Regions from separate parts of the Gossypium hirsutum genome. Here all the other regions are linked to region 1. The links are chromatin contacts, called in public Hi-C maps. All regions are on one chromosome and are shown on one strand. Each heading gives the region's core, a stretch centred on a gene start, on an enhancer-like site or on the middle of the called end of the contact. The rest is flanking DNA. Distances are from core to core; before and after follow the strand shown.

Region 1 (4,073 bases), core at 969-3,468:
AAGCTAAGGTAATGGAGTAGGCAATTGGGGCTAAACCACTCTAAATCTTTGTGTTCATTGTTTCATTTTCTTTCCTTACTTCCACCAAAATTTTTAAAGGCCAATTCACCCTTCCTCTTGGCAATTTCGGTTTGATTAATCGAGCTAATAGGTTTATTTTGGTAAAGTTTGAATCGTGAATTGGTATGCATTTTAAAGTGCATATGTAGGTTTTGATGTGTGCTAAAGGCACCTTTTGAACACTTTTTTAAGTTAAGCATGAAATGGGCACCAAAATGAAAGTTTTTTGATATTTTGGCACTAAGGTATCGATACCATGGTAAAGGTATTGATACTTAGCTTTTTTTCATTTAGTTTTTTAAACAAACAAAATGCCAAAACAATTTCGATAGCGGTCTAAAGTATCGATACTCTACATTTGGGTATTGATACATTTTTCACTCTAATTAGTTTTTACAAAAGAAACAAAATTGTAAAATGGTATCAATTCTAGAACATGACATCGATACTTGTAAGTGAGTATCGGTACCATAAGTAAAGTATCGATACTTATTGTTTTAAGGATGATTTTTTCAAACATCAAAGTTAAATTTGGTATCAGTACTTTTTAGAGGTATCGATACCTATTCAAGAATTTTGTAATTTTTGTAATTTGACCCTATTTCATGTTCAGTTTAACAATTAAGTTTTCGTACATTAGATTGAGTCTCAGGAAAGTTTATTTATCATACAATGATTTATTTCAATGTTTTTGTCGGTAGTTGCTCCGGCAACGGATGTGGCATCCCAAAGCACAGACTCGGCGATCGGGTCGAGTAAGGGGTGTTACATCTTCATTTGATTTTGATTGTTCATTGTTGGAATACACCTTAAGAGACAAAAAAAAATAAAAGTTAAATGAAGATTTGCTTTTTTGAAAATAATACTTCAAAAATTCCCCTTTAAAAATAGAGAAAGATGAAGGGACGAGGGACAAGGGACGAGAAAGATGAGGGGATGAAGGTAGGAAATTGGGAAAGGACAAATTTCCTTCTTAGTTAAAGATATATGCTTCGAGAAGGGTTAAACACCAAAAAATTATTTTGCACGTTGAAAGAGAATAAATTAGTGGGAGAACTTGCTCCGCTTTTCACGTAAAAACATGACCAATGATTACCTACCTTGATGAGAGATATATTTTATTAATTTAAATTTAAATCCTAGTTAAGGGTATTTTAATCGTAATAATACTCGAAATTCAAGTTCTATACATTTTGTACAATATTTTTCTATACAAAAACCATTTCCCTTTTATCAATTTAAAGTTTAAATTCTAATCAAGGATATTTTGGTCACAAAAATACCCAAAAATCTGGTTTTGTAATTCTATCCAATATTTTTTTTTGTACAAAAATCATTTCCCTTAAATTTTAGATTCAATCTTAAAAACTTCCCCTCGTATAAGAAAATCTAATTTTATATTAGTCTTTTCCTTCTTTGAAAGAATTCCAATGCTGTAGTTTTATATGGGTTAAATTACTATTTGGGGCTTAGACTTAGTAATTTTTTTTAACATTGGGGTTTGAACTTTTTTTTGGCCAAGTTAAGTCCTGAACTTGGCAATTGTTCTCACATTGGAGCTTAAATTTTTTTTGGTCCAAGTTAAACCCTGAATTTAGTAATTATTCTCACATTAGTGCCTAAACTTAGTAATTATTCCTACATTGAAACTTGAATTTTAGGGTTTTCAAGTACTACATATTTAAAAAGAAGTTTAAGTTCCAATTTGAGAACATTTGCCAAGATCAAGGCTTAACTTGAAAAAAAAAAGTTTTGGCCTTAATGGGAGAATAATTGCAAAATTTAAACCCTAACTTAGACAAAAAAAATCAAATCCCAATATTAGAAGAGTTGTCAAGTTCGAGCCTTAAAATATGATTTAACTCTTTTATATTTTGATTTGATTTTTAATTGAATTTTTATAAAAAAAATAGTTTTAACACAATTTCTTTTAAAACTACGATTTTTTAATAAAAGCATCGCAAGGAGTAGGATTCTTTGTGCTAAAAATGTCATACCTAATCTAACCGATTCTAATTCAATTCAAGCACGTAACCACACTATCACACGTGTCATCAAGTTTTTGTTTTTTTCCTTAAAGCCACACTTTGTAAAAAACATTTGTTATAAGTGTAATTAATTACTAAAAATTAATTAAATTCCAGGCCTTCCCTTCCACCTCGGATTGATTAATGTCTGTCCTTCCGTTTACTTACAAGTCCTCAAAATGCTACTGCGCTCTCTTCACCTTTATTTTTTTTTCTTTTCTTTGTTATTCCCGTAAATTAGTTTCTGCTTAATGAATCAATAACTAAAACAAAGATAATCATAGTAGGTATATATTCTTGGTCAATTTCATCCTTCTTTGTTTCCTTTTTTCTTTTTATCTTCCAAATGAATATCAGATCTCTTGGGTTTTGCTGTCCTTACACTCTCTAAAGCTCCCGCCCCCTTCTTTTATTTTTTCTTTTTTTTTCTCTGTTATACTTCTTTAAACTCTTTCCTCTATGGCAATCAGAGGTGTCGATTTCAAGTGGTTTGTTTTTCATCTCTTTAATTTTTCTTATTTATGCAGATAAAAATTGGGATTTTATTATTTGCTTTTTGTTTTTGGTTTTTGCAGGTATGATGGGTTCTTCTTGTCTATGCTGGCTACAAGTGTGTATCCTTTTTCTCTTTCGATTTTTCATTATTTTTAATTTGGGTTTAGGATTTTCTTGCTAGTTCTGTACATCTATGGATTTCTTTTTTTAAAGTTATTTTTGTTTTGGTAAAGTTTGATTGTTGGGAAAATTGGAGGAAAGGGGATGGGAAATGAATCTTTTGTTATCTTCTTTTGTGTTTGTTTGAGAAGTACTTGTTTGTTCTTTTAACAATTCTTTTCCTTTAGAATCATTGTTGCTATCAATTGGAAGCGTTATCATCATTGTACATACCCGTTGCATATATGGATCGTGGTGAGTGTTCTTTTATTCGTTTTGGTTTTGGAGAATTTTGTATGGATTGAAAAGTTGGTTCCTTCTGGATTTTGCTGATGCAGGAAAAGTTTCTTATGAATTCGGAACTTAATGTTTCAGGTTGACTACTCTACTGTCTTCATTTTTCGTCTTTTGATGTTTGTAGATAATGGACTTGCCGCTGGAATGGGTTTGTAAGTACTTGTCTTTTACTTGTAGCTATTAAGTAGTTTAAGCAACGGAGCTTGAACATGAGCTTAAGAGTTTTTCATCATGAAGTCTGAACCGTTGCTTTTTAATTTCATGCTCGTGCTGTCGTGCTGCTCAACTTAGATACTAGAATGCCAATTAGCCATTACAGTTAAAAAATCTATTTCTACCTTTGTCCTGTTTGATTCTCAGTTGCATTTACCTGCAACTCTTTCTTCTGTAAAAGGTAGTATTCTGTTAGTAGCTAACATTTTACTTTACAGGTACTTATCTTATGCTTGACTTGATTTACTTCTAGGGATTTTGGGTGGCAGCAGAGGTATGCTCGATTTTGTGGAAGAATAGTGGTCCTTTCAATTCTGTCTATGCTACTTTATCCGTTTCTTTGGGCCTGGACTGTAATTGGCACTCTATGGTTCACTAGTGCTAGGAACTGTGTAAGTGTTTAATGCTTTCACAGTAGTCAGGATCATTCTCTTGTAAATGCTATCTTATCACTGGACTGGAGGTAATATAGCAAACATATGCAGTTGCCAAAAGAAGGTCAGAAATATGGTTTCCTGATTTGGCTGCTTTTCAGTTACTGTGGACTGCTTTGCATTGCTTGTATGTCTGTTGGAAAGGTTAGTCATGCCTACACTACAGTAGAGTGCCTTTTAATTCATCAATGACCTTGCCGTAATCTGTATTTTACATACCCATGATGACAGCTGTCTTTTGTGTCTGTTTCTTTCTTTTTATGTCATGTTCTCATGGCCTGGATGCATGCATGGCACATCTAAATTGTTCGTTATGTTAATTTTCTATTACTATTTTCTTATCTTTCTTCATGAAATTCATCTTCTGTAGTGGATGACACGGAGACAA
Region 2 (4,194 bases), core at 233-2,732, 380 kb after region 1:
GCCTTCTCGTATGTTAACTTCTATAACCTACATACAAACTTTATAAATCCTATCTGTAGGAATGAACAAAAACCAACCAAGATAGGTCTACTGGCAGTACTAGTACTCATAAGAAACCAAATTTAAAAACTTAGCAAAAAGATTCTCAAAAATCTAAAGATTTACGGCCAAGCAAACACCTCAAACCTAAAGATTGATGATCATAAAACCAAATCATAATCTTTGACTCCAAGAACCCACGGCAAATATGTTATGCTTCATAGTCTATCCCAATCATCTTCAATGGGCATTTCCACCATTTTAACTCAGCATGTGAACTACAATATTCTCATGTAAAACCACCAACGCAAATAATCTTTCACCGATCAAAAAAGGAGGGGAAATTGTTGGTTTTGCATCTATCTTCACCCTAAAACACTGCTCCATCAGTAGAACTCAATAGAAACCAAACATCCAACAAATTCCAAGTATCAGTTGAGAAAGTAAATACACTTCCAAAAGAGACTTATTATTGAATCCATGTCCAGTAGCTTCCCATTTTCTTCACTTTTAGAACATCACTCTACTCAAAATTACCCTTGTCAAGTTTCAAAATTCATCCCTGCCCACAGTAGTTATTAAACCCTGATTTCTCAACACTATACCTGTCACATAAACATCTTCACTGACATCGCTAGTAGCTATGTCTGCAACAAACCTTTAATTTCCTTTCCTACTCTCCCTATTATCAGAAAAGTTCTTCACTGCATTTTATTATACCCGAAACTTAAATAGGTAAACAAAAAGAAAACAGAACAATCACATGCAATAAAGTATCACTATTTGACGTAGAAAGCTAAACAAATTATTTAAAGCCTAGAAACAAGTTAAACCGAACAAAAGAGGCTTCCAGTTATTGTAGTTCCCCAGAAGATCAAATCACGGCACCAACAAAAATAAACTTAAATCAGATAGCGCATAAATTATGGAAACCGTAGGTTTCGTATATTATTAGAACCATTTCGTTTCTTGTCAAATGATTGTTTCTAAGGAAACAAGCAAACTCTAGATTGTAAACAAAATATAGAATCGAAAAAGGTGAGAAAACACAAGGAACCACTTGCCAGAGATAAGATGGGAAACTGGGGGGTCGTCCCTTAACGAAACCCTAAAGAGAGAGAAAACAGAAATAGCCTTGTCCTTAATTTAAAATTAAAAAACAATAATAAGATAGAAAGAGAGAGATATCGACAACTAAGGGTTTCGTGAGATCGCGAGATGAGAAAAAAAATTATCGGAAAATATGGAGGAGATCGACGATGATGTGAAAGCCGCAGATGGGGTTCAGATCGGAAGAAAATGGGAAAAAAAAAGAATAAAAGAGAGAGCGAGAGAGAGAGAGAGAGCGAGAACAAAGGAAGTTGGGGATTGTAATTTGGACGAGTGACTATCGTTTTTAATATCGATTCGGGAATTTTTTTTTTTTTAACCTGAGAAAATTTTTAAGAAAAATCTTATGGAATTTGTTTTAAGGGTGATGTAAAAAATATAAGGATAAAATTTGCTCCAAGTCCCTCTATTCTTTTTATATTTAGAATTTAGTTCCTTATTTTTATTTCAAAGAATTCAATTAGGTGACAATTCCGGATTCAAATATCCAACTAGTTACTATGAATTCAGAAGATGCAAATAGACCTTCTCCATTATCTAAATTCGCATTCCTACAATTGCAGATTTGAGTATTCAATCCAAATCTACCTGTTGAAAAATAAATGCTTCTAATAAGGTTGGAACCCAAAATCTCTTATATATAATGGCATGCTTTAACAACTTGCCATAAGCATTGTTTATAATTTACACAAATTAATAAATGATGTAAAAAAACAAAATAAAATATTTTTAAAATTAAATATAATAATTAATAATAATTTTTTATTAGAAAAATATATCTTATTTAACATCTTATTATATTAAATTCCATATAGCTTCTCTTAAATTATATTATTTTGTTTCTGCAAATCTAATCGAATAATGAGATGAGATCATCAAAATTTTTAAATTTGTGTTTATCCTTTTTGTTATTTGATCATCTCAATTAGTTGACTTATTTTAAACAAATAATAATAATTTTTATATAATTAAAATTAAAAACTATAATGTAAATATATTTTATAATATAAGATATAATTTTATTTAGTACATATCATATTACAAAAGAACAGAATGCATACTCGTTTAACTACATGCATGTAATTTTAGTCTTACTTATGCATATAATTTTAGTCTTACAAGTGATTTTAGGGATGATTTTGTTGTCGTCCTCTCTAGTTTGGTGAATGTTTGATTCTTTTTTGTCGATTTTTTATCGCCGCTTTGGACCATCCGGGGCTGATTTCATTATAATATTTAAGTACTTGCAATCAATCCAAATATGTCGTGTTTGAGTTGTGACAAATCAATTGTCAACGTGTCATAATGTTCTATTGATGCTAAGGCTAAAGTCTTTGTTGTGTTGATGGAGCTTGTCATTTACCATCTACGACGAGTGTTTGCTATTTTTTTTATCTCTCTGAATTGTATGGTTCCATTCATTGAATGAATTAATGAATTTACCTTTTAAAAGAACTACATATAATATATCGATTATTATATATAAGAAAATTATAAATGTATAATAATTATTATACATTTATGACATTATATACACTCTGTTATTAATGACATACAACCTAAAGCTTAAACTTGTAACTAATTTTATAGTAGATTATAATATACACAATCAATATCATATAATTAAGATAGATTATTAATGATATGCATCACTATATATAACTATGTTCTATGTTATTATAATATATGTTTTATATTAATGATATGCACGCTTAAACCCTAAACTTGTAACTAACTTATGGTAAAATAAATTATATACAAACAATATATATAATTAAGGTAAATTATTAATGATATGTAACCATATATATACAATTATGATATTATAATATACATATTTATATTAATGATACACAACATTAAACCCAAAATGTGCAATTAACTTCATGATACATTATAATATATGCAATCATCTTTTGTACTTAACGAGAAAATGCATTCATTGCAGATAGTGGTACATACGATCTATTTCTCTTAATCGTCGTTTTCATCCAATGTAACGTATCAGTTCTACATGCAATCTGTTTTGGGTTATATTGAGTTTTAGGAGGGACTGATTGTACATATATAATTATAATTCAAATAATTTGTAATTAAGTTCTAACTTTTCGTGTATTAACTAAAACATTATTTAAGCATTGAGTCATTACACTAAAGTACCATGATTAAACTCTCCCTTGTTATATACCATTACGAAAGTAGCTTTATAGATGATTGCCCGATGACCTTGCATAAATGTATTACCCTAATAGGATATCCTTTACCTCTTTGGGTTAAATTTGTTCACCCAATATGATCCTATTTTATCTTATGATAATCATTACATCTTCTTTCATGAAAAAGTAAATTACTAGCGAATATTAATTAAATCATTTTTCTTAGACAAAGGACTTGTGGCCATGTCACTTTTCCATCTATCATCTAATGCTAAAGAGAGGATATCATTAACCCTTTTATTGAGCTATGAATTCCACTATTGTAAATGAAGATATGTTATGCAAAAGTTATATACCTAATGTACCAAATTTGGTTTTTTAGTTATTTGAACTTGGGCTTTCAATACATTAAAGTATACGAGTGACGTATACATAGTCATCACTTACTCAAGATTGAGATAACTTACTATAAGAACATCACAAGTGAATTAATCCATAAACAAATCTAGGATTAATTCAACTTAGGTCTTTGTCCGATGTATTATCAATCCAAACAAACGCATCTATACCTCTATCTTCTTGGAGTCAATCGCTTCAATACCTAAGACAATGTATCTCTTTAACTGGACTTAATAGACGACATAATAGTCATTTAATCGACTTGTTCTGTAACAACTTGATTTTTAGTAGTATAAAAAATGTGATTTTGAAACCTCATTTTTGTAAACTGAGTTCTTAAATATAAAATAAAAATATTTACGGAGTTATTATGATAATATATTAAAGTTTGGTTGAGTAATTTAATCGAGAAATTAGTTAATTAAAACTTAGGGACTAAATTGTAAAAGTCTAGTCATTATTGAGTTTTAATTTAGAAAAGACTTGAGGA
Region 3 (4,268 bases), core at 950-3,449, 390 kb before region 1:
TTTTTTTTCTTCTATTTAAATTATGAGCTTATGTTTTATTATTTGTGCATTAAATATTTTCTTGTGAGATAAAATAAGTATTAAATAGAATTTCTGGACCGTCGGATGCACTAAGAGCATTGATAATATTTCGATTTTTCTATAGAACAGTAATGAATTATTTTATAGAATTATCATTTAATTTGTATAATCTTTAATTTGAAATATCAGTGGAGTATCACTAATTCAATTGAAATTTTTTAAAGTTGTAAATTCCAAAGGATTTAATAGCAAAATGTTTGCGATTAAATTAGGAATTTTAAAAGGTGTATATTTTAATAAAACATTTTGGATAAATATTTTTTAATTTTAGAATAACACAAGATAATCATTAATTTTCATAAGATAAATTTGCTTCCAAAGAAGATTCAGTATTCAAAGAATTTAACAACTTGGTATTAATCGTCATGCATATTCCAAACCCAACAAGTTTGGTAATATATATATGTTGTTTTATGCTTTCCTTCTTGGATGTAACTATTTTATCTTTTTTAAATTTTACTCTCTAATTTATTCAAGATTATTTGTACTGTTGTTATAAAAAACTATTTTTTAAAATTTATAAATAAATTTTATTAAGGACTTGCTTAATTTTTGGATATGCGGTTTTTAATTATTTTATTTAAAATTACGAAAAAATAAAAATACCGATCAATATAACCCCATACAGAATGAATCCAATATATACGGTAATTACACAATATTCCATTTACCTGTCAATGATTACTATATTGAATCCAATTTTATTGTGATCTATAGAAGAAGTTTAATTTACTCTTAACCATCATATCTGAGTGGATGATTCTTTTGGTAAATTAGTTTAATTTGTGTTTTGGTAATTTAACTTTAATTTTAACAGTTTCAAGCAAATATTTTAGGTCAAATTTCACATTTAGTCCCTAGACTTTTTCTTTTTAAGCATTTTAATTCTTTTTTTTCTTTTTCCGTTATTTATTTTCTTCTCTCTTTTTCCCTCTTATCCCTTTCATAACCCTAACCATTACTTGTATTTGAATATTGATTTTAAAACAATTATCAAAATTTAATTGATTAATAACAAATAAGGACTTAAACAATGAAGCAGCTTCTGGTTGTTAAAAGTCCAATAAGTGAAGAAACAAAGATGTAAATTTTCTGGAATTTTGTTTACCTCCGCAACATCAAAATAAAAGAACACTCATTCTGAAGGGTGCCAGAGCCCGGAACGACGCAGATCTACCAACACTAGTCCTCGGCGGCTGAACTGAGCCAAACCAGGCGGAAGCCGAGAGCGAGTGCGTCCTAGGGAGCAAGCCAAGGAACAGCGATCTCCTCGGCTCGCGGGGGCTAAGACAGAGTTGAGGGTGCAGCCGAGGAAAGACTTGTGAGTTTTTTAATGACTAAAAAATAAAGGAGAAAATGTAGAAATACGGGAGTGATAGACCAAGAAGCGATTAGAGAAGCTCACCAATTAAAACGCTAAACTTTGAGAAGGGGAAAAAGAGAAATGAATGCTAGGTGGAAGAAACGGAAGTTCATGGCCTAAATGGGGACCTCATTTCTTGATTTTGCGTTGGATTCTACCATCATTTCAGTTAAATATCCAATTCATTTTGCATTAAAATGAAAGCCAAAGAAGGTTCACATACCTCGTGGTGATTCCTTTTTAATTGCAGAGTAGAATCTTCTCAGTTGTTGCAGAGCTTGAGGCGTGTAGTAATTAATGGTAGATCCTCTTCCCAATGAATAATATTCCGATGCACCGAGCATCTTTGGAAGATTGTCTTACCGAAAGGTCGCTAAAGAACTATATTTGCATCAAAGATTTGATTTGATTATGACTTGAATGAAAGACAGGCATATCAGCTTAAAAAGAGAGAAGAGTGAAAAAAGGTAGAAGAGAAGGAAAATAACTAATTAAAATGCTTAAAAAGAGAGCGAGCGAGAGATTATACGTGCAATTTCATTTAAAATGATGGTTTATTAGCTTGGTATTACACTGATAACGGTTTAGTGATGATAAAAACATAATTTTAGATTAATTAGGATATTCATATTCCAACCACAAACTTAATATCAGGATTAATTCATCACAATTTTTCATTTTGTACTTATTAAAATATACTTCTACGTATATTTGTAAGCTATTCACCTAAATGATACAAAAAAGAAAGATAATGTTATTTTATTAATCAACGGTTGAAGAGTCGGCAAACATTGATAACGTGCGAAGATCCACTTCTGAGGAGACAATCTGGGTCTTTCTGATTATGACTTTCAGTCTTCTGCCCATTCTCTTTTCATATTTACCCCTCTCTCTCTCTTTATTTTCTCACCCCGCCATTTTCTCTTCTTTTTTCCCTTTTTGCCCCTCTCTCCGTCGGCCTACTTTGTTCTTTTCAATTGCTTTCACTGCCCCTACATTTCAATTCCAAACTTCTCTTGTCAATTTTGCATTATTGTTTTGTGTAAACCTTTAGAGCAAAAATAGATCACTTTAAATATATAAGATTTTATATAATATGAATATTATTATATTATAAAATATAATATTTTAAACATTTACAAAAAGTTATATTGGATATAATTAGAGGTCATCATGGCTCCGATCGGGTCTAAATAAAATTTTAGGCTCGGGCTCGGACTGGAAAATGGGTTTAAATTTTTATTTAATTTCAATCATGATAAAAATGCTAAAACTCAAGTTCGGTCCGACTCAACCAGCCCATATTAAAACTTTTTTTATATTATTATTTTTATATAAAAACAAATTAAAAATATAATGCATCAAATCACTAAAAACATTAAAATAAATTGTTCCCAACAAATTAAAAATAAATTTAAAAAATTATTGACAATTAAATAACACTAAGATAGGTACAACTTAGCAAGCAAATATCTCTAAAATGGTAACAAAATTAACAATAAAACAAGAATTATACAATATTTAAACAATAATAATAAAATATTAACAATAAAATTACGAAACGACACCAAAACAGTGATAAAACAACGAAAACAATAGTAAAAAGCAACAAGATTTTTTCTTTTTTGCAAATTCGATTTGGGCCGAGCCCAAAAAACATACCCGATGCTCAATCCGTTTGAAAAACATGCCTCATTTTTTATTCAAAATCATTTTTTGAATCTATATTTTTACTCAAACCCTTTTATATTTTGAGTGAAACTATGATCAGGTCCAGATATAATGTAAATTAGAGGTGCTCATGGGCCGGGCCCATAAAAAATTTCGGCCCGGCTCGAAATATGGGCCTAAAATTTTTCCCAGGCCTGGCCCGAGAAAAAATCATAAGCCCAGGCCTGGCCCATTTTTTAATAAATACCAAAAATTTATTTTAAAAATTAAAAAAAGTATTTTAAAAATATTTTAAAATTAAAAAATAATAATAAAAAAGTATTTTAAAAATATTTTAAAATTAAAAATTTTAAAAAATAAATATATGTATTATATCGGGCCGGGTCAAGCCGGGCCCGGGCCAAAAAAGTGGTGCCCGAGGCCAGGCCCGTTTTCTAAACGGGCATCGTTTTTTTCCCAAGCCTATATTTCGGGCCTATATTTTTACTCAAACCCTCCCATATTTCGGGCAGGCCGTCGGGCCGGGCCGGGCCACCCGGCCATGAGCACCTCTAATGTAAATACATATATAAATTGCTAAGATTAATTGACCAAATATATACTACTTTTTAAATAGCAAACCTGAGGAGGAAAAAACAAACAAACTTGTTGGTGGAATTTTGATAGTTCAGGTTAGTTTGATTCAAATTTATTTAATTTAGAAAAGAATTTCATTTAAATCTATTTATAAAATATATACCAACAATAACATAAAATAATATATTTCAAAAAAATAAAGTAGACTTTCAAATGAAAGAAGGTAATATATATATATATATATATATATATTAAAACAAACTTACTTATTGGATAAAATGTAGTTTGTTGTACTAAAACAACAATTTTTGTTTGTCAAATGTCAAGTTTTACATTAGAGTGGTACATGTTACCTAATAATTTGCAATCATTTTACTTTAGAAAGAAAATAAAATAGAATATAAATGATTTTTTTATTTAATGTAGAATGTAATAATTTTTTTTATTTTAATTCAAATTTCAAAAATTATTATTTGTATTAAGGTGGCATTATTATACATATTTATAATTAAATGTAAATTACAATTGAATTAAAATTCAAGTTATATATATAGTTACATAAAATTATAATTCATGT

The links. Hi-C and Micro-C count contacts between places; a contact is called where the count stands out from the background.
Region 2: a contact with region 1 is called in a Hi-C map of leaf, with 2.2 times the contacts expected there. The contact joins the promoter of LOC121214685 here to the promoter of LOC107910161 in region 1. A contact is called at or near these places in 5 of 34 Hi-C or Micro-C datasets (hypocotyl, leaf, petal and 1 more).
Region 3: a contact with region 1 is called in a Hi-C map of leaf, with 4 times the contacts expected there. The contact joins the promoter of LOC107933377 here to the promoter of LOC107910161 in region 1. A contact is called at or near these places in 3 of 34 Hi-C or Micro-C datasets (all in leaf).

What each region holds. Positions count from the first base shown.
Region 1 is chrD02:39,782,662-39,786,734 of Gossypium_hirsutum_v2.1, forward strand. It overlaps LOC107910161 (E3 ubiquitin-protein ligase SIS3), which reads left to right and starts at 2,219. Exons shown (of 10, transcript XM_016837934.2): 1 at 2,219-2,575; 2 at 2,663-2,701; 3 at 2,930-2,996; 4 at 3,117-3,190; 5 at 3,505-3,643; 6 at 3,737-3,829; 7 at 4,056-4,073. The coding sequence starts at 2,547.
Region 2 is chrD02:40,161,712-40,165,905 of Gossypium_hirsutum_v2.1, forward strand. It overlaps LOC121214685 (protein MODIFIER OF SNC1 1), which reads right to left and starts at 1,483. Exons shown (of 11, transcript XR_005910316.1): 1 at 1,104-1,483.
Region 3 is chrD02:39,397,131-39,401,398 of Gossypium_hirsutum_v2.1, forward strand. LOC107933377 (serine/threonine/tyrosine-protein kinase HT1) reads right to left here and starts at 2,200. Exons shown (of 4, transcript XM_016865578.2): 1 at 1,668-2,200.